Linked DNA regions of Macaca mulatta: all the other regions are linked to region 2. A link is a contact called in public Hi-C data. All regions are on one chromosome and are shown on one strand. Each heading gives the region's core, a stretch centred on a gene start, on an enhancer-like site or on the middle of the called end of the contact. The rest is flanking DNA. Distances are from core to core; before and after follow the strand shown. Region 1 holds the start of CDK19 (cyclin dependent kinase 19). Region 2 holds the start of AMD1 (adenosylmethionine decarboxylase 1). Region 3 holds the start of RPF2 (ribosome production factor 2 homolog). Region 4 holds the start of GTF3C6 (general transcription factor IIIC subunit 6).

Region 1 (4,439 bases), core at 1,770-4,269, 73 kb after region 2:
ATTCATCTCCTGAAACTGCTTGCTATTGCCCCAAGTAGCTACAAATTAATCCAATAATGCTGCACCAGATGCTATAACCCACACCCTATATCTTAACTATGTATAGCCAATCATTAATCAATGTTATTCCTGTAAACCAATGAGAATCCCTCACAAACAACTTTGAGCCCACTTCCTATCCCCCTTTTTTTGCCTTTAAAAATCTATTTGTAACTGCTCCTGATTGGAGTGTACATTCAAGGCAACTTGTATCTGTACTCCTGGGTTGCAATTCTAAAGTTTGGCTCAAATAAACTCTCTACTTATATTAATTTTGCCCCAGCTTTTTCCTTTTAGGTTAACAGAATAATGAAACATAGCTTTCCATAATTTGACCTCTGCTTATCTGTCCAGTATTTTCTTACCCATTGCTTTTTCCTGTCTTAATCTGTAATATTCACACTAGTTGCATTTCTCAGAATATATGATGTTCTCTCATGATTTACGTACATGCTGTTCTACCTGAAATAATTCCTCGTTTCTTGCTCTTCGACTTGTCCTTCATGTAAAGTCCTACTCATGCTTTAAATTTTGGCTCTCACTCAGCAGACGGGGCTGGAGTGAAAAAAAAATTTGCCTCAAACCTACCTACTTCATAAAGTCTACCCTGACTCACTTAGAACCCCGCCTATTCTACCAGTGCGCTTTTAAACCACAGTTTATTTTTAATTTGCTTGCATATTGTTTCTTCAGTAGGTTTAATTCCCCAATGGAAAAAGATCAATTTTTTTTTTCCTGCTATCTCCAGCAGTTATTACAGTGCATGGCAACAAGAGCAACTGATATTTTTCTTGATTAAAGATACCATTCTTTTTTTTTTTTTTTGAGACATGGTCTTGCTCTGTCACCCAGGCTGGAGTGCAGTGGCGTGGTCTCAGCTCACTGCAACTTTCGCCTCCCGGGTTCAAGCGATTCTCCTGCCTCAGCCTTCCGAGTAACCGGGACTACAGGCGCATGCCAACACACCTGGCTAATTTTTGCATTTTTAACAGAGACAGAGTTTCACTATCTTGGCTAGGCTGGTCTCGAACTCCTGACCTCATGATCCACCTGCCTCGGCCTCCCAAAGTGCTGGGATTACAGGCGTGAGCCACTGCACCTGGCCTGAAGATACCCTTAAGGTCTGAGGAAGTTTTCCAGGAGTGGGTAATGTAGTAAATAAAGTAAATAATTCCGCCTCCCTCTAGTTTTCGAAGCTTCTTTCAAAACCTAGCAGGCAGTTCACTATTAACTTTCCTTATCTACCTACCACTTTGGGTAGAACTGACAATTCTCTTCTTTGTCCTCCTAATGAATGTGTTATGTCCTATCCTAGCACCAATCACGTTTAAGTGTGTATTCCCAAGCATTTGAGACATTAGGCTCACCATTACAGGGGAGGAAACCTTTCTAGGTTCTTCAGCTGGTCTATAAACTAAATTGATACCAGCCAGGTTAACAGGAGAAAAACAGTTTTAATTATGTATGTATGCACAAGAGTCCCACAAAATATGAGACTCAAAGAAGGGCCAGATATTTGACACTTACATTACAACCTGGCCTCAGAAAGGAAGTGGGGGCCCGGTGTGGTGGCACGAACCTGTAATCCCAGCTACTCAGGAGTCTGCGGCAGGAGGATCCTTGATCCCAGGAGTTGGACGCCAGCCTGGGCAACACAGCAAGGCCAGTCTCTTTAAAATAAAAGTGGGGCTTGGGGCTTCCAGGGGGTGGTGGAGACAAGTTAAGGGAGGATAAGAGGAGAAAACGTAAGATGAATAAAGGTTGACGTTTATGCAGATAAAAGTATCTCATCATACTAGTTGACTAGGAGCAGCTCTCTTTCTGGTACAGATTCCTTTAATTATGAAAATTTCCTTTAGAAATGTACATTTCTCTTTACAAAGGGACAGTTTTATCCTTTATTTTAGGCAGTAGTGGGATAAGTGAAGCATTTTCCTGTGTTGGCTGGATCTTATTTTTGCTGAAAGACATCAATATGCCAGAGTGGCATATTTTGGGGTGGCATATTCTGGACTCCTTCAGTTATAATTTGTGGTAGTGTGTCCTGAGCCCCAACACAATGAAATCAATCAACGTTCACCCTAACTAAAGGGGCTTTCTTAAATATTCTAGGAGAACCTCTCCACCATGCATAGACCGTAAAAAATCCTTTAAAATTCAACCCAAAGGATAGTTTTAAAACGCGGCTTCCTCCAGGCACTTTTAATTGTTCTTAGACAGATGGCCAAACCTAGTTATGCGAACCGCATATGCTAAGAGAAAACTGACTAGAGCGCCAAGAAAATGATGATTGGCTGCCGGAGCTCAGAAGTTGCATGTTCTTCTCTGGCCAAAGCAGGCACTAGGAAACTGCTGAAGGTTCAGTTTTTGAAATACGGTTTTTGCATCGTAAAGAAAAAAGATCAACCTATCAGGAAGAACCGAGCACATCCAATCGCCAATCAAGAGCGGGAAAGAAGCCAAAGCCTGGGGATACCCACGCACCAACGAGGACGTCATTCTCAAGCCCCCGCCAATGAACAGCGGGACGGGGGGCGGGGCAATAGGCGGACCCATTGCCCTAGAAAACAAACAAGCTGCGGTACAACTGTCCTCACTAGCCCTCTCTTCCGAAGCTACTGCAGCCAAGCCCTCAGCAAGGTGCTGATTTAATGCTTTCTATGCTTTGTGCGTGAGGCTAGTTACAGTGGAGTATCCCCTTCCCACTAAAGTAAGGCACTTCTTTCCAGTGCCTCCCCGAGAACTGCAGAAAGCACACTGGAACTTCTAGCTTTCCACCTTCACAGCAACCGGGAGCCCCGCGCTACCTGAGGGGGAGGGGCGGCCCTGGTACGCAGGCGCGCATGCTTTGTCGGGGGCGAGGCTGTGGCGGCCCGAGGTAACCTGGGAGCTGTATTTCTTAGGCCGGCGAAACCGCCCTGGCCGCTGAGGCCTTCGGGACTACATTTCCCAGGAGGCCCCGCGACCATGGGGCGGGCCGGTGAGTTCGTTAATGAGCTCGAAGAAGCCACGGCGCGGCCCACCAGGTTCCAAAACAAGGAAATGAAGAGGGGAGGCGGGACTGGGGGTGCCTGTGGGAGCCGCCGCCGCCGTCGCGGAGGAGGAGGAAGAGGTGGAGGAGGTGGCTGCTGCGGCCGCCGAGGAGTCCCTTGCTGAAGGCGGACCGCGGAGCGGCGGGCGGCGCGCGCGCGCGCCCGAGAGGCGTCTGTTGGAGAAGTGGAGCGGCGGTCGCGGGGGGAGGAGGAGGAGGGACTGAGCGGCGGCGGCCCCCGCGTCCCGTGCCTCTATGGGGGAAGCAGACAATGGATTATGATTTCAAGGCGAAGCTGGCGGCGGAGCGGGAGCGGGTGGAGGATTTGTTTGAGTACGAAGGGTGCAAAGTGGGACGCGGCACCTACGGGCACGTCTACAAGGCGAGGCGGAAAGATGGGTAAGAGCAGGGGCGGGAGGAGTAGGCTCTCTCGGGTCCTCGCCCTGCCCGCGACCTGGCGGGATGGGTGGGTCGGATCCCAGTCGGGCCGTGCCCGATGGGCGAGGCGGAGGGGATCGCGGGGTCGCGTCCCGACACCGACTCCGAGGGGCGCCCATTCCGCCCGCCTCCCCCGCGCGGTCGCCGTCGCGCCCCTCGAACTCCCGCGGAGCAGCTCGGTCCGAGGCGTCGGTCCCGTCCCAGAGGGACGCCCTCCGAGTGCTCGGAGACGGCGGCGGGACTCGAGTTGGGACCGCGGTGGAGGAGGAGTTTTGGGGTCTGGTCTCTTGGGGGAACGCAGCGGGCAGGCAGAGCTCCGCCGCGGAATTGCCGCTCCGGCCCTGTGTAGTGACGGTCGTTGTGGAACTTCCAATCGGCTGAGCGCCTCGCGGGGGCGGCGGTTTGAAACCTCGCCGGGGAGCCCGTCGGACGAACACGGCCTGGGGTCCTCGCCAGCCCGGCGGCTCTGACCCGCTGGGCACCGCCGCCCCCGGCCGCGATCTCCGCCCCCTGGGGCTGGCCGGCCCGTTGGCCCCTCTATGCGGTACTCCCATCCCTGTCGTATGCCCGGCGTCCCGGATTTTTCATTCTCACATTCTGAATTGCGTACCTTCCCCCTTCGAAGGAGACCTGATGGGCCAGCTGCGTTTCGCAAGCAGTAACTTAAGAGTTGGCTCAGTTCTCTGCTAACCACCCTTTACCTCGCAGCCCCTTGGCTATCTTGGGTATTATGTCCTCCACTCCATCCTCTGCCCGATGACTGTGGGCTGGGGCTTATCGAGTACCTAGATTATCAGGAAGGGAATACAGAGTGACAAAGCTGGGCCTGAACCTTTGTTTTCCTAGGAGTTGGGGGAGAACTGTAGGAACACCTTGGGAAGGCTTTACTGATTGTCCTCTTAAGATAAGAAGAGCTGAATAAAGTACTGAG
Region 2 (3,870 bases), core at 709-3,208:
ACCAGCCTTCTCATTTGTGAAATGAAGGAAATACTAAGCTTCTCCATGACCAAAGTCCGCTTCCTATAATCTGCATGTGAGCCTGGCACGTAGTAAGCGCTATAGACATTTTTAAGTGTCACACGAAGCTTGAAAAATGAGATGTGTGACATATTAGCTATCACTAGTAGCTTTTTTCTACAACGGAATCGTTCAAGATATACTGCTAGAAACTGGGTTTCCCATCGTGCCTTAAAGTCTCGGTAGCACGTGTCTGCCTGGATTCCCTTTTCCAGTTGCTTTTTGTCAAGGGACAGCTCCGAGATTAGCTAACATTCCTAAAACGCCCATTGGCCCACACCCTGGGGCCAGGCTCTGAGTCGGGCCCAGGAGCCCATTGGTCGCCGCCTCTCAATGAAGCTGGCCACGCCGGTTACTCCGTAGCACGGCCACTCTAGCCGCACTTGTGCGCAGAGGAGCCGGGGATCCGGTGGCAGGGCCTAGGAAGGCCATGGGTGGCCACCGGTGCGACCGCTGCCGGGAACAAGGCCCAAGCATCCACGGGATCTCTGGGCTTTTATTTAAGTATGGATTTCCACAGCAATACCAACTAACACGCCTCCTCGGCGCAGTCAGCCCAAGTATGTCTCGCGTGACGGCCGGCAGTAGGAGTGGGCCCCAGATTCCTTTGCTCAAGCTTAAGGCATTAGAGGCATTATGTCCTGGGGCAGGCGGGCCTCCCGCCACCCGCACCTCTCCCGCCGGCTCCGTGGCAGGTTACACAACCCAAGGTCAAGAGACTGGGGAGCAGCCCTCGGCGGGCTCAGCGGCCGTGTCGAGGGCGGCCCCGGGGACTGCTCCGTTTGCCCAGCCGCCCCGAAAAGGCTCTGGCGCAGAGCACGTTAGGGCAGCGGTGGGGCCCCGCCACTGCGACACAACTGCTCCCGCCCAATCCCCGCCGCCCGAGCGCCACAGGCTGCCCGCGGCCACCGCGGGTGGGAGGCCTGTTCGCCAGCCCCTCAGACAAGGCCGGGAGGGCCCCTCCTGTCCGCGCCCGCGGCAAGAACGAGCGCCGCTCCCGCCCTCCCTTCCCCGAAGCGGGCACGCCCGAATTAGCGCCTGACTAAGCCCGCCGAGCCACACCTGCCGGAGGCAACCCGCGCAGGCGCCCCCGACCCCCACCTGAGGCCCCTGCCGCCAACTACTACGGAGAGGAACGTCGGGAGGCGCGGGCCGCAAAACCACCCCGGGCCGCGCCTCCCGCCGCCCAGCGCGGGACTTTACCTGAGCACGCGGCCGCGCCGGCCTCCTCCCCTCCCCCAGGACAGTGCCAGGCGCGGCAACCACCGCGGGAGAAGCCGGCTCCGGCCCGCGTGGACACGGCCGCTCTCCCCCAAACCGCGAACCTTCCAAGGCCGCCGAAGCGACCCCCGGCCGCAGACCTGCCCCCACCTGAAGGCGGAGGGAACTCGGGCCCCACCCGTGGCTGGTGCCTCGGCGGCGGCGACAGTCCCCAGGCCCGGATGTCAGCGAGCGCCCCGGGGACCCACCTTGGGATAGTGCGAAGATCCCCAGATCCTTGGTTTGCCTCGGGCTGCTGCCGGGAGAACCAAACCTCCAGCAGCTTCTCGGTCCCTTCGAAAAAATGTGCAGCTTCCATCACCGTGAGACTAGCGAACAACCAACAACCACAGAAAATCAACTAAATTAAACCTCTTCTCCCGCCGCTGCCGCCGCCGCTGCGGATTGTTCCAGCTGTGTTACTAAAGTTCAGGTTCCTTTTTTTTTGCTATAATTTTATATTAACTTTTTTTAAAAAAAGGACTAATAAAATTTTCCCGGCTTTGTGTGAGCGAAAGTTGAACGTAAGTCTTTTGGAAATAGAGGCAGATACAGTTCAGTCTCTTGTAGTCCGCTGCTTTCCCGTTAGAGAGAGTAGAGCGAGCGCTAGCTAATGTCGCCGGCCATACTGTGTAAGCGAGAGCGCTGCGTGAGCACCGCGCTTATATATCCCGGCTCCCCCAAAAGACCAGGAAGTGACGCATCGTCCCACCTCCACGGCCCATAGCTGCCGCCGCCTGTCAATCACTAGCGGCCGAGTGGCGGCTGGCTGGCCGAGGGCCTGGCGGAGAGCGCGGGGAGCTGCCCCCTGCGCTGCGGCTCGGGCTCTGGCCGGCTGTTGAGTGGTAGTCTTTACTGTGATGTCCAGCTGGGGACTGGAAACCTCGGGTCGAATGCAGAGTGGGTGGGGAGAGCGGGAACCGAATGAGGAAAGGCTGTGCAGAGCTGTTTAGGAAAAAAAATGATTAGCAGAAAACATGGGTGGGTCCTTAGCGGTGTTGGCGGGGTTCAGCGGGGACGGTGGCCAGCGCTGGGTTGGCGTGGTGCTTTCAATCTTGTGCAGTTCACCGCGACTGCTGAGGTACTTGGCCATTCTTTAAAGTGTGTTTTCCCAAGGCGAACGCAGCCAGGCGTTAAAACTAAACATTTGTCCGTGACGCGCACGTTGCCAGGGGTCGAATTAGAAGGCGCTTTAATTCTGCTCACGCCTTGGCTGACGTGCGAATGAATGCAGTCCTCGGCTGGTTTATACAATAGCCAGAAGCATTGTCTTCTCATTTCAGAAGAGAAAAGCAACGTGGCGCCCAGCCTTGGAGGGCTCCGGCTCTACCCACCTCCCGCCGTGTGGCTCGCCATGCCTCCGAATTGACTGAGCACAGCAGCCGCCGGGAAACACTGGCAACTCCGTTGCTCCATTAGCTCAACTGGTGGGAATTTATTCAGCAAAACTACTTCTAGAAACTGAATGTGTTAAATATAATCTGAAATTTGATCATGTTTTTCTTTGAATTTTATCAAGCTGATGTATTAATTGATGGAGGTTCTCCTTACCCCCCAAAATTTACAGTGCTATCTTCTCATGTGCTTAAGAAGGATTTACCTGGCAATTAATATCACACGGATTCCAGAGCTATCACTGGTGGTAATTTAACGAACTATCAGTCTAATATTTTATAAATATTAAGTGTAAAATAGTCGTCAAGCCACGGTCAAACAGTTTAACCTCAGATGGCAAAATTGTGGTAACAAAGTTATGACTTTTACTTGGAAATATGGGAGGAAAAAACCCAAGCTGACATAAAAATTGCTATTGTCGCAAGACAAAAAGACTTTTCGCTATCTTCCTTAGAAAAAAACTTTCCCCAAAGTGAAGTAAGATGATGTCAGCATGAAAAATCCACTGAAAAAGACATGGTTTGGGTTTGCACTCTAGATACCCTGCAGAATAGCACTTGTCTTACAAGAACATGGATTCACATGTCTCCGTGAAACCTGTTGAAAGAAGCTATGTTGTGAGCTAGGTACATACACTACTCTTGCCATGTTTTTTTTGTTTGTTTGTTTGAGACGGAGTCTCACTCTGTGGCCCAGGCTGGAGTTCAGTGGCGTGATCTCGGCTCACTGCAACCTCTACCTCCTGGGTTCAAGCGATTCTCCTGCCTCAGCTGGAATTACAGGTGCATGCCACCACGCCAACCAATTTTTGTATTTTAGTAGACAGGAGGTTTCACCATGTTTGCCAGGCTGGTCCCGAACTCCTGACTTCAGGTGATCTGGCCACCTCGGCCTCCCAAAGTGCTGGGAGGCCACCGCGCCCAGCCCTCTTGCCGGGTTTTATAAGCATCCAACTCAAACTGCGGATTGGGACAAAAGATAATAAATGTTGCTTATTTTATAATGATAAAAGAATGTGGTTACTCTACTTGGAATAAAGATAAAAGAAGTATTTCTGTGTTTTACAAGCTATTCAATTATTTGATGGTTGCTTATTGAAGAATCTACCTACTAAACCACCTCAAACACTAATTGTGGTATAAACATAATTTGGCT
Region 3 (4,145 bases), core at 770-3,269, 110 kb before region 2:
GGGAATAATAAGGTTGATGTTTACCTGGAGTCACTCTATTAAGGCTTAATCTTCACCACAATCCTGAGAGTTACAATTCTTTTTTATTTATTTATTTTTTTTGAGACGAGTCTCTCTGTCTCCCAGGTTGGAGTGCAGTGGCGCGACCTCAGCTCACTGCAAGCTCCGCCTCCCGGGTTCACGCCATTCTACTGCAGGCGCCCGCCACCATGCCCGGCTAATTTTTTGTATTTTTAGTAGAGGCAGGGTTTCACCGTGTTAGCCCAGGATGGTCTCGACCTCTTGACCTCGTGATCTGCCCGCCTCAGCCTCCAAAAGTGCTGGGATTACAGGTGTGAGCCTCCACACCCGGCAAGTTACAATTCTTATCTTCACTTTACAGATGAGGCAACTGAACAGACAGGTAATGTGCCCAAGATCACACAGCAAGTAAACAGGCCAATTTTCAAAATGAGCTAGGGCTGGGCGGCCACAGCCTGTAATAAAAACACTCTAGGAGGCCAAGATGGACGGATCACTGAGCCCAGAAGTTCAAGACCAGCCTGGGCAACATCGCAAAACCCTGTCTGTACAAAAAAAAATACAAAAATTAGCTGTGGTGGTGCATGCCTATAGTCCCAGTTACACGGCAGGCTGAGGTAGGAGGGCTGCTTGATTCCGGGGAGGTCGAGGCTGCAGTGAGCTGTGATCGGGCTACTGCACTCCAGCCTGGGTGTCAGAGCCATACCCTGTCTCAAAAAAAAAATGTTTTTTAAGCCAGATTTAAAAATTCATGTAGACCAATTACCCTGTAAACTATTAAGGGAAAATAAATTCATTATTCTGACTTTATGATGTGACAGTAGGAATGGCGTATTTTTATACATTTCTGTTCAAAAAAGGGGCTTCACCTCTGCTTCCTCTACAATGAGCACCCTGATTTTTCAGACAGTTCTCTGTCATCTACTGAAAGAATTCTCCTCCCAAACAATTATGACCCTCCCTCGTCCAGTCCCATGGACACTTTGGGAAGAAAGAGACTATACATGCACTTTAGTTTCCCATGTAGATTTTAAAAATCCTCCTCCAGAGATAATGTCACATATAAAGCTTCTAATCATTTACTGGTTGATAAAGATACAAATTATTCTATCTTCTGTAACTCATTAAACAGCAACAAATGCAAATAGCGATTAACATGTTTTATTAGCTGCCTGGCTCCCAATTAATGTGTAAACTAGTCCCAATACCTAGTAAACGACTCTTCTTTGTAGTCCAAACAGCTAGAGGCATAGCAGGTGTGCAAAAAAATCTCTGAATGACTAAAACTGTCGTTTTGGATACATACTAACCTACGTAAATAGCAAGAAAACCACAGCAAATAACAGCAGGGCTGTTTAGCACAATAAATATTCTTGAACAAATTTAAAACAGGTATTATTCAAGGATAACTCAGAGGAGTGTACAAAGTCGGAAAGAAAAAAAACCAAAACTAATGAACATTTCTACGTGCTGCAGCAAAGGCTCTACATACATTCGCAAAACTAACCCTCACAGCTCTAAGAAATATGACTATGATGAGTGCTATTTTACAGAGTAAACTGAGATTTAGAGACATTTAATGACCCAAAGTCACAAAGCTTTAAGTGAACACGCCAGACTGTCACCCAGATCTGTCGGATTCCGAGGGCTGTGCCCATAACCCCACTCTAACTAACCTGTCTCATACTTCGGAAGTCAGATGTTTTTCAACTGACTAGGATAAAAGCGGCCAACGCTTCAATCCCACATCCCATCCCGCGATTCCCACCTGAGAGCTTCCCCACTGTCTCCTGGCAAGTAGCTCGCGCTGAGGAAAACCCCGGCTGGTGATCGATCGGCTCCCACCCAGGCAAGAAGAGGGGTAACCAGGAAGAGTGAGAGGCCGAGACAATACCACCCTCATCACGGGACCCTTTCACCCCAACGTTCCCCGGGGCGGAGAACCAGCGAACTTACACAACTCGATCCAGAGTGTCCATCGCTACTGCTCCCTGCAACTCTTAACTAAGTGGATGCACGTGCACCCGGCGATTACGTGCGCCGGAACAGGCAGAACCGGAAGCTGAGCGCAACGCCACTTCCGGGGACGCCCTCGCCGACGGTGCCTGGAGGTGTTGGCGGCCATTTTGATTGGAATCGCGCCCTGTTCCCTTGGTTACGGATTTTTGCCCTGGCTCTTTCCCGGAATTACAGGTGCGAGGTAATACTTTTAAGTAACATTGGCCGGGTGTGGTGGCTCACGCCTGTAATTCCAGGATTTTGGGAGGCCTAGACGGGCGGATCACCTGATACCAGGAGTTCGAGACCAGCCTGGCCAACATGGCGAAACCCCGTCTCTACTAAAAATACAAAAATTAGCCGGTCGTGGTGGCGGGCGCCTGTAACCCCAGCTACTCGGGAGGCTGAGGCAGGGAGAATTGCTTGAACCCGGGAGGGGGAGGTTGCAGTGAGCCGATATCGCGCCACTGCAAAATCCGGCCTGGGCGACAGAGCGAGACTCCTTCTCAAAAAAAAAAAAAGTAACATAGACTCTCACAGTATGATGTACACGCTAGTTGTATACTTGGAGTCAGGTATTCAGAAGCCAGATTTTATTCTTCAGGGAATCCCAGGATGCTAGAAAGGTTGATTGCACGGTAGGTACTCACATAATCACTAAAAACATTAATGTGAAATGGGCACTATTGACAACTGTGCGATCAGCGTGACAGAGTTTGTCTATCACAGTTGCCCAGTACATAAAATATGCGCAGAAAAGGTACTGCTGATCGTGATTTTTTCCCCAGTTTTTAAGTTACCACATAATTCACATACCATAAAATTTACCCCTTTAAAGTGTACAATTCATTGGTTTTTCGTGTATTCACAAAGGTGTGCAAACATCACCACTAATTCCAGAATATTTAATCACCTCAAAAAGAACCCCCTCGACACACAAACCCAGTAGCGGTCCAAGCCCCACTTCCCCCTCCTGCCAGCCCTTGGCAACCAATAATCTACTTTATGTTCGGTGGATTTGCGTATTCTGAATATACATAAATGAATTCGTGCAACGTATGGCCTTTTGTGTCTGACTTCTTTCACTATCTGTTTTTGAGGTTCATACATGTTGTAGCATGGATCAGTACTTCCATTTTGTTAGCACTGAATAATATTGCTTTGTATGGATATACCACATTTTCTTTATCTGTTCGTCAACCTAGGTACTTTTTTTTTTTTTCCGACGTAGTCTTGCTCTGTCGCCCAGGCTGAAGTGCAGTGGTGCGATCTTGGCTCACTGCACCCACCACCTCCCAGGTTCAAGCAGTTCTCCTGCCTCAGTCTCCCAAGTAGCTGGGATTACATGCACGCACCACCACACCTTGCTAATTTTTGTATTTTTTAGTAGAGACAAGGTTTCACCATGTTGGCCAGGCTGGTCTTACCTGAACTCCTGAGCTCAGGTAATCCACCCGCCTCAGCCTCTCAAAGTGCTAGGAATACAGGCGTGAGCTACTGTGCCTGGCCAGCTTATGTACATTTGAGTGGTTCCCATTTTTTGGCTACTGTGGATTATGCTGCTTTGTGTTTTTTTGTTTTGCTTTGCTTTGTTTTGTTTCTGAGACAGTCTCGCTCTGTCACACAAGCTGGAGTGCGGTGGTGCAATCTCAGCTTACTGCAACCTCCATCTCCCGGGTTCAAGCTATTCTAGTGCCTCAGCCTCCCAAGTAGCTGGGACCACAAGCGCGTGCCACCCCACCCAGCTGCTTTGAATATTATTTTCCAAATTTTGTGTGGACATATGTTTTCAGTTCTCTAGGAGTAAAATTGCTGGGTCATATGCTAACTCTTAAGTGTAACATTTTGAGGCACTGGTAAACTGTTTTCCAAAGCACCTGCACCACTTACATTTCCCATGAGCAATGTAAGAGGGTTTGGTATTAGTTTCCTATTTCTGTTGTAACAAATTACCACACATTTATTATTTTATTCTTCAGGAAGTCAGAAGTCTGAAATAGTTTTGCAGGTCTAAAACGAAGGCCAGGAGCCGTGGCTCATGCCTGTAATCCCAGCACTTTTCGGAGGCTGAGGTGGGCGGATCACGAGGTCAGGACATCAAGACTATCCTGGCTAACATGGTGAAA
Region 4 (4,270 bases), core at 1,271-3,770, 89 kb before region 2:
CACTCTAGCCTGGGTGACAGAGTAAGACTCTGTCTCCAAAAAAAAAAAAAAAATTCAGGAGAGTGATGATCTCTGAAGACAGAGGGAGAGAAATAAGTTTGGAAATGGAGAGAAGGACTTCAAATGTATCTGGAATGGGTTTGTTTTTGACACATAGTCTAGCTCTGTTGCCCAGGCTGGAGTGCAGTGGTACGATATCGGTTCACTGCAACCTCCACCTCCCCGGTTCAAGCAATCCTCATACCTCAGTCTCCCAAGTAGCTGGGAGGCACATGCCACCATACACAGCTAATTTTTGTATTTTTAGTAGAAATGGGGTTTTGCCATGTTGGCCAGGCTGGTCTCGAACTCCTGGCCTCAAGTGATCTGCCTGCCTTGGCCTCCCAAAGTGCTGGGATTACAGGATTAAGCCACCTGGCCCAGCCTGGCATGTTTTTTTTTAAACTATAATCTGCGTCACATTTGGGAAAATGGTAGGATATGATACAGCTAGACAATGGATACATGAGATATTTAATGTTTATTATGCTTAAGTATGATTGAAATAGTTCATATTAAAAAGGGCTGGGCTAGTAATCACTTACCATGTTCAACATTTTCTTCAAATATAACACAGGTCCCAAGAGTGTCTACAGAAAAATACAAATTGTTGAGAAGAGCTACCATCTCTGAAAGGCCCATATCAGAAAGAGTTCCATCTATCTGACATCCTCCTACCTTCATACTCCCCAGCAAAGACACAGCTGTCCACTTGCAGAATGGGCCTCTCAGTGTCAATGCCCTACAACAGAATAAAGGATCAGAAAAAAAACATGATTAGAAAAAGGCTTCAACATTATAACCTTGCTACCAAGGAAACTAATCTCCAAAACTGGGGAAACTCTAGAGCATCTTGTCCTACCAAGTACAGGATAAACTACAATTGCTCTGATCACAGCAGCTACAACTTGAAGACTACTTAATTCATACTCAAGTAACAAGGTCTATTTCAATCAGCATCTTCTTCAAGAGTAAGCTAAGAACAGAGGAAGTTTTGTCAACAGTAGTGCAAAGAGTCTATCTATCTGTCATCTATCTATTTTTTGAGACAGTGTCTAGCTCTGTCACCCAGGCTGGAATGCAGTGGCATGATCATGGCTCACTGCAGCCTTGACCACGAGGGTTCAGGCAATCCTCCCACCCCAGCCTCCTGAGCAGCAGGGACCACAGGAGCATGCCACCATGCCCAGCTAATTTATTATTTTTTTTTATTTTTATTTTTTGAGATGGAGTTTTGCCCTTTGTTGCCCAGGCTGGAGTGCAGTGGCGCGATTTCGGTCCTGCAACCTCCGCCTCCAGGGATCACGCGGTTCTCCTCTCTCAGCCTCCCGAGTAGCTGGGATTACAGGCGTCCACCACCATCCTCGGCTAATTTTTGTATTTTAGTAGAGATGGGATTTCACCATGTTGGCCAGGCTGGTCTCCAACTCCTGACCTCGTGATCCATCCACCTCGGCCTCCCAAACTGTTGGGATTACAGGCGTGAGCCACCGCGCCCAGCCATTTATTGTTATTATTATTGTAGAGAGGGGGTCTCGCTATGTTGCCCAGGATGGTCTCCAATTCCTGGGCTCAAGTGATCCTCCCACCTCTGCTGAGATTATAGGAGTGCTGAGATTATAGGAATATATGTACTGTTCCATATCACAATGTTACTTCCTCCAAATCTGTAACTTTCTCTTCAGCCACACATTCAAACAAGCAAGCAAAGTTAGCCATTTTCTCCTATCTGCTCCCATAGTACCCCTGTACTTTTACATTACACTTAATTATATATTAATTAATTATACTTAGTGTACTTCTTATCCTTAGAGTTCACTGCTTTGTAAGGTGAAATAAATATATCAATACTTGTGGACAGGTATTTCACCATTCTTGTTTTACATTTAAGAAACTCTAGAACAATCCCCCCAAGTCTAGAAAACTCACCAAAACCTTGCATTTATTTTGACATTTTGAGAGAAAGTCTGAATCAATAATTCCTGATAATTCCACCAGAACCAACTGCTCCTGGTGAAAGAAAGAGGGGTTAATTAACATGCTAGCACGCGAGCGGGCAAGAGGGAGCAATTAGCAAAAGAAGCCAAAAATCCCACCTTTGTGAAAACAGGACTCTGTTTTCAGCAAGAGGAAACGACGCTACCTAAGGTAACTTCCCGGTACTTCCCATCCTAAGTACGGGGTGACGATTAGGGCTCAGGTCCCAAGCTGCCCGGCTCCGCGTGCCCAGGAGCAAGAAGCCGGTGAGGAGCGTCGGGGCCTCCCTCCCGCCCGCAGCTCCCCGACTCCCTTCCCCACACACGGCCAGCACAGGTATCACCGCCACTGCGGTGCAGGCTTTCGGCGTAGCGCTTACTACCTCCTCTTCCTCCTCTTCTCTGTCTTCCAGACCCCGCTCGTCGGCCGCCGCCATGGTCCCTTGGCGCTTCGCCTCCTAGTCACTGGCCACGCCCGCCCGGAGCCGCCATCTTGAGTGCGGGCAGCAGCTCCTACGCGGAGCAGCTCACTGGGTTCCTGCCACTCCGCTCCTCGCCGCGCAAACCGCTCCTGCCAGAACTCAAGATGTCGGCTTCCGGTGGGCGGGTGGCTACGGGCGCCGAGAGCGCTGGTGCTCGCGTGGAGACTCGCAACGGCCCACTCCTTGCTTAGTGACTGAAAGCGGGGGCGGGGGCTAGGCTGCTGTAGGCAGCGGAGCGCTGTCGGTCACGCAAGACAGGCCCTGCGATCTAGGGAGTCGCCGGGCTCCCGGTCCCGCTGGCGGGGAGGACTGGCAAGGCACAGGGGATAAAGGTGAAAGCAAGGAAACCATGGTTTCAGGCGGATCATGGACAGAAAGGCCTTGTGTTGACCCGAGCACATTTCTTGGAAAGAAATTATTAATATTGTGTCAGCGCTCATCCTCAATTCAACGTCCCCCAAGCCAAGTTAAAGGCACATTCAGTTTAACACTAATGAGCGCCTACACGGTAAAAAGCACTGCACCAGGAGCTATGAAAAATAGAAAGTGGGCTTAAGTTTTAGGCCTGCAGGAGCATAGGATCTGTGAGAGGTATATAAATGGACCCAAGCAAGTGCTGTAGAGATACACATTGTTATAGCAATACAGAGACCTGGGCAAGAGAAGTTTGAACAGAATTTTCTTAAAGTATCCCATAGATGTTTCTGATTATGAAAGAAATGGTCTTCGAAAGAAATGGTCTTCCTACCTGAGATAGCATGATCTAGTGGTTAAGATCATGAGCGTTGGATATTTATTTATTTAGAGATGGAGTTTTGCTCTTGTTGCCCAGGCTGGAGTGCAATAGTGTCATCTGGACTCACTGCAACCTCCACTTCCCAGGTTCAAGCGATTCTCCTGCCTCAGCCTCCCGAGTAGCTGCGATTATAGGCATGCGCCACCACGCCCGGCTAATTCTGTTATTTTTTATTAGAGACGGGGTTTCTCCATGTTGGTCAGGCTGGTCTCGAACTCCTGACCTCCCAAAATGCTGGGATTGCAGGCATGAGCCACCGCGCCCAACCTGAGCTTTGGATTTTAATACCTGTCAAGTTCTACTGCATTAACAGCAAGGCTTTGGGCAGATTGGTTATTGTGAGGATTAAATGAGACAATACATATAAAATAAATTTAGCCCAGTATTCAGCACATAGTAAGCATTTAAAGTGCATTTAATCTATTATTAGTAGTAATATATAATTTTTTTAGTATGCTGCTCTCTTTCTTTTATTCTTTGTTTCTTTCTCTTTCTCTCTTTCTTTCCTTTCTTTTTTGTGACAGGGTCTGGCTCTGTGGCCCAGCCTGGAATGCAGTGGTGCCATCGTAGCTCCGTGTACCCTCAAACTCCTGGGCTCAAAGGGAGCCTCCTATCTCTGCTTCCTGAGTAACTGGGACTACAGGTGCACGCCACAGTGCCTGTCTTTACATAATGGTTGTATGAGTGTGCCATAACTTGATCCTCTATTTTTTAACACATAGGTTATTTACAATTTGTGGATATTGTAAATAACATTGTAGTAAACACTCTTCTGTGTATATTTTTGTCCAGTTGCCTAATTAAATGTATTTCATAGTTTAAAAAAGTAGAAGGAACACTGGACCTGTTAGAAGTACATTTGAATTCTAGCTCTGAAGCTTAATAATTGTGAACTTTTCCAACCTCAGTTTTCTTTCTTCTTTCTTTTTTTGAGATGGAGTCTTGCTCAGTCGCCCAGACTGGAGTGCGGTGGCGCG

Evidence for each region. A called contact is a pair of places that touch in the nucleus more often than the background predicts.
Region 1: a contact with region 2 is called in a Hi-C map of fetal cortex germinal zone, with 2.9 times the contacts expected there. The contact joins the promoter of CDK19 here to the promoter of AMD1 in region 2. A contact is called at or near these places in 6 of 14 Hi-C or Micro-C datasets (CD4 T cells, blood, cortical neurons and 3 more).
Region 3: a Hi-C map of liver shows a contact between it and region 2, with 3 times the contacts expected there. The contact joins the promoter of RPF2 here to the promoter of AMD1 in region 2. A contact is called at or near these places in 2 of 14 Hi-C or Micro-C datasets (fetal cortical plate and liver).
Region 4: a Hi-C map of fetal cortical plate shows a contact between it and region 2, with 3 times the contacts expected there. The contact joins the promoter of GTF3C6 here to the promoter of AMD1 in region 2. A contact is called at or near these places in 5 of 14 Hi-C or Micro-C datasets (CD4 T cells, blood, cortical neurons and 2 more).

What each region holds. Positions count from the first base shown.
Region 1 is chr4:15,876,535-15,880,973 of T2T-MMU8v2.0, reverse strand. CDK19 (cyclin dependent kinase 19) reads left to right here and starts at 3,019. Exons shown (of 13, transcript XM_077999285.1): 1 at 3,019-3,469. The coding sequence starts at 3,342.
Region 2 is chr4:15,949,452-15,953,321 of T2T-MMU8v2.0, reverse strand. It overlaps AMD1 (adenosylmethionine decarboxylase 1), which reads right to left and starts at 1,958. Exons shown (of 9, transcript XM_015137572.3): 1 at 1,530-1,958. The coding sequence starts at 1,639.
Region 3 is chr4:16,062,051-16,066,195 of T2T-MMU8v2.0, reverse strand. It overlaps RPF2 (ribosome production factor 2 homolog), which reads right to left and starts at 2,019. Exons shown (of 10, transcript NM_001258154.1): 1 at 1,978-2,019. The coding sequence starts at 2,000. LOC144340263 (a long non-coding RNA gene) reads left to right here and starts at 2,104. Exons shown (of 4, transcript XR_013416162.1): 1 at 2,104-2,221.
Region 4 is chr4:16,038,522-16,042,791 of T2T-MMU8v2.0, reverse strand. GTF3C6 (general transcription factor IIIC subunit 6) reads right to left here and starts at 2,520. Exons shown (of 5, transcript XM_028847033.2): 1 at 2,399-2,520; 2 at 1,969-2,049; 3 at 718-781; 4 at 585-629. The coding sequence starts at 2,452. LOC144340263 (a long non-coding RNA gene) reads left to right here. Exons shown (of 4, transcript XR_013416162.1): 4 at 617-1,893.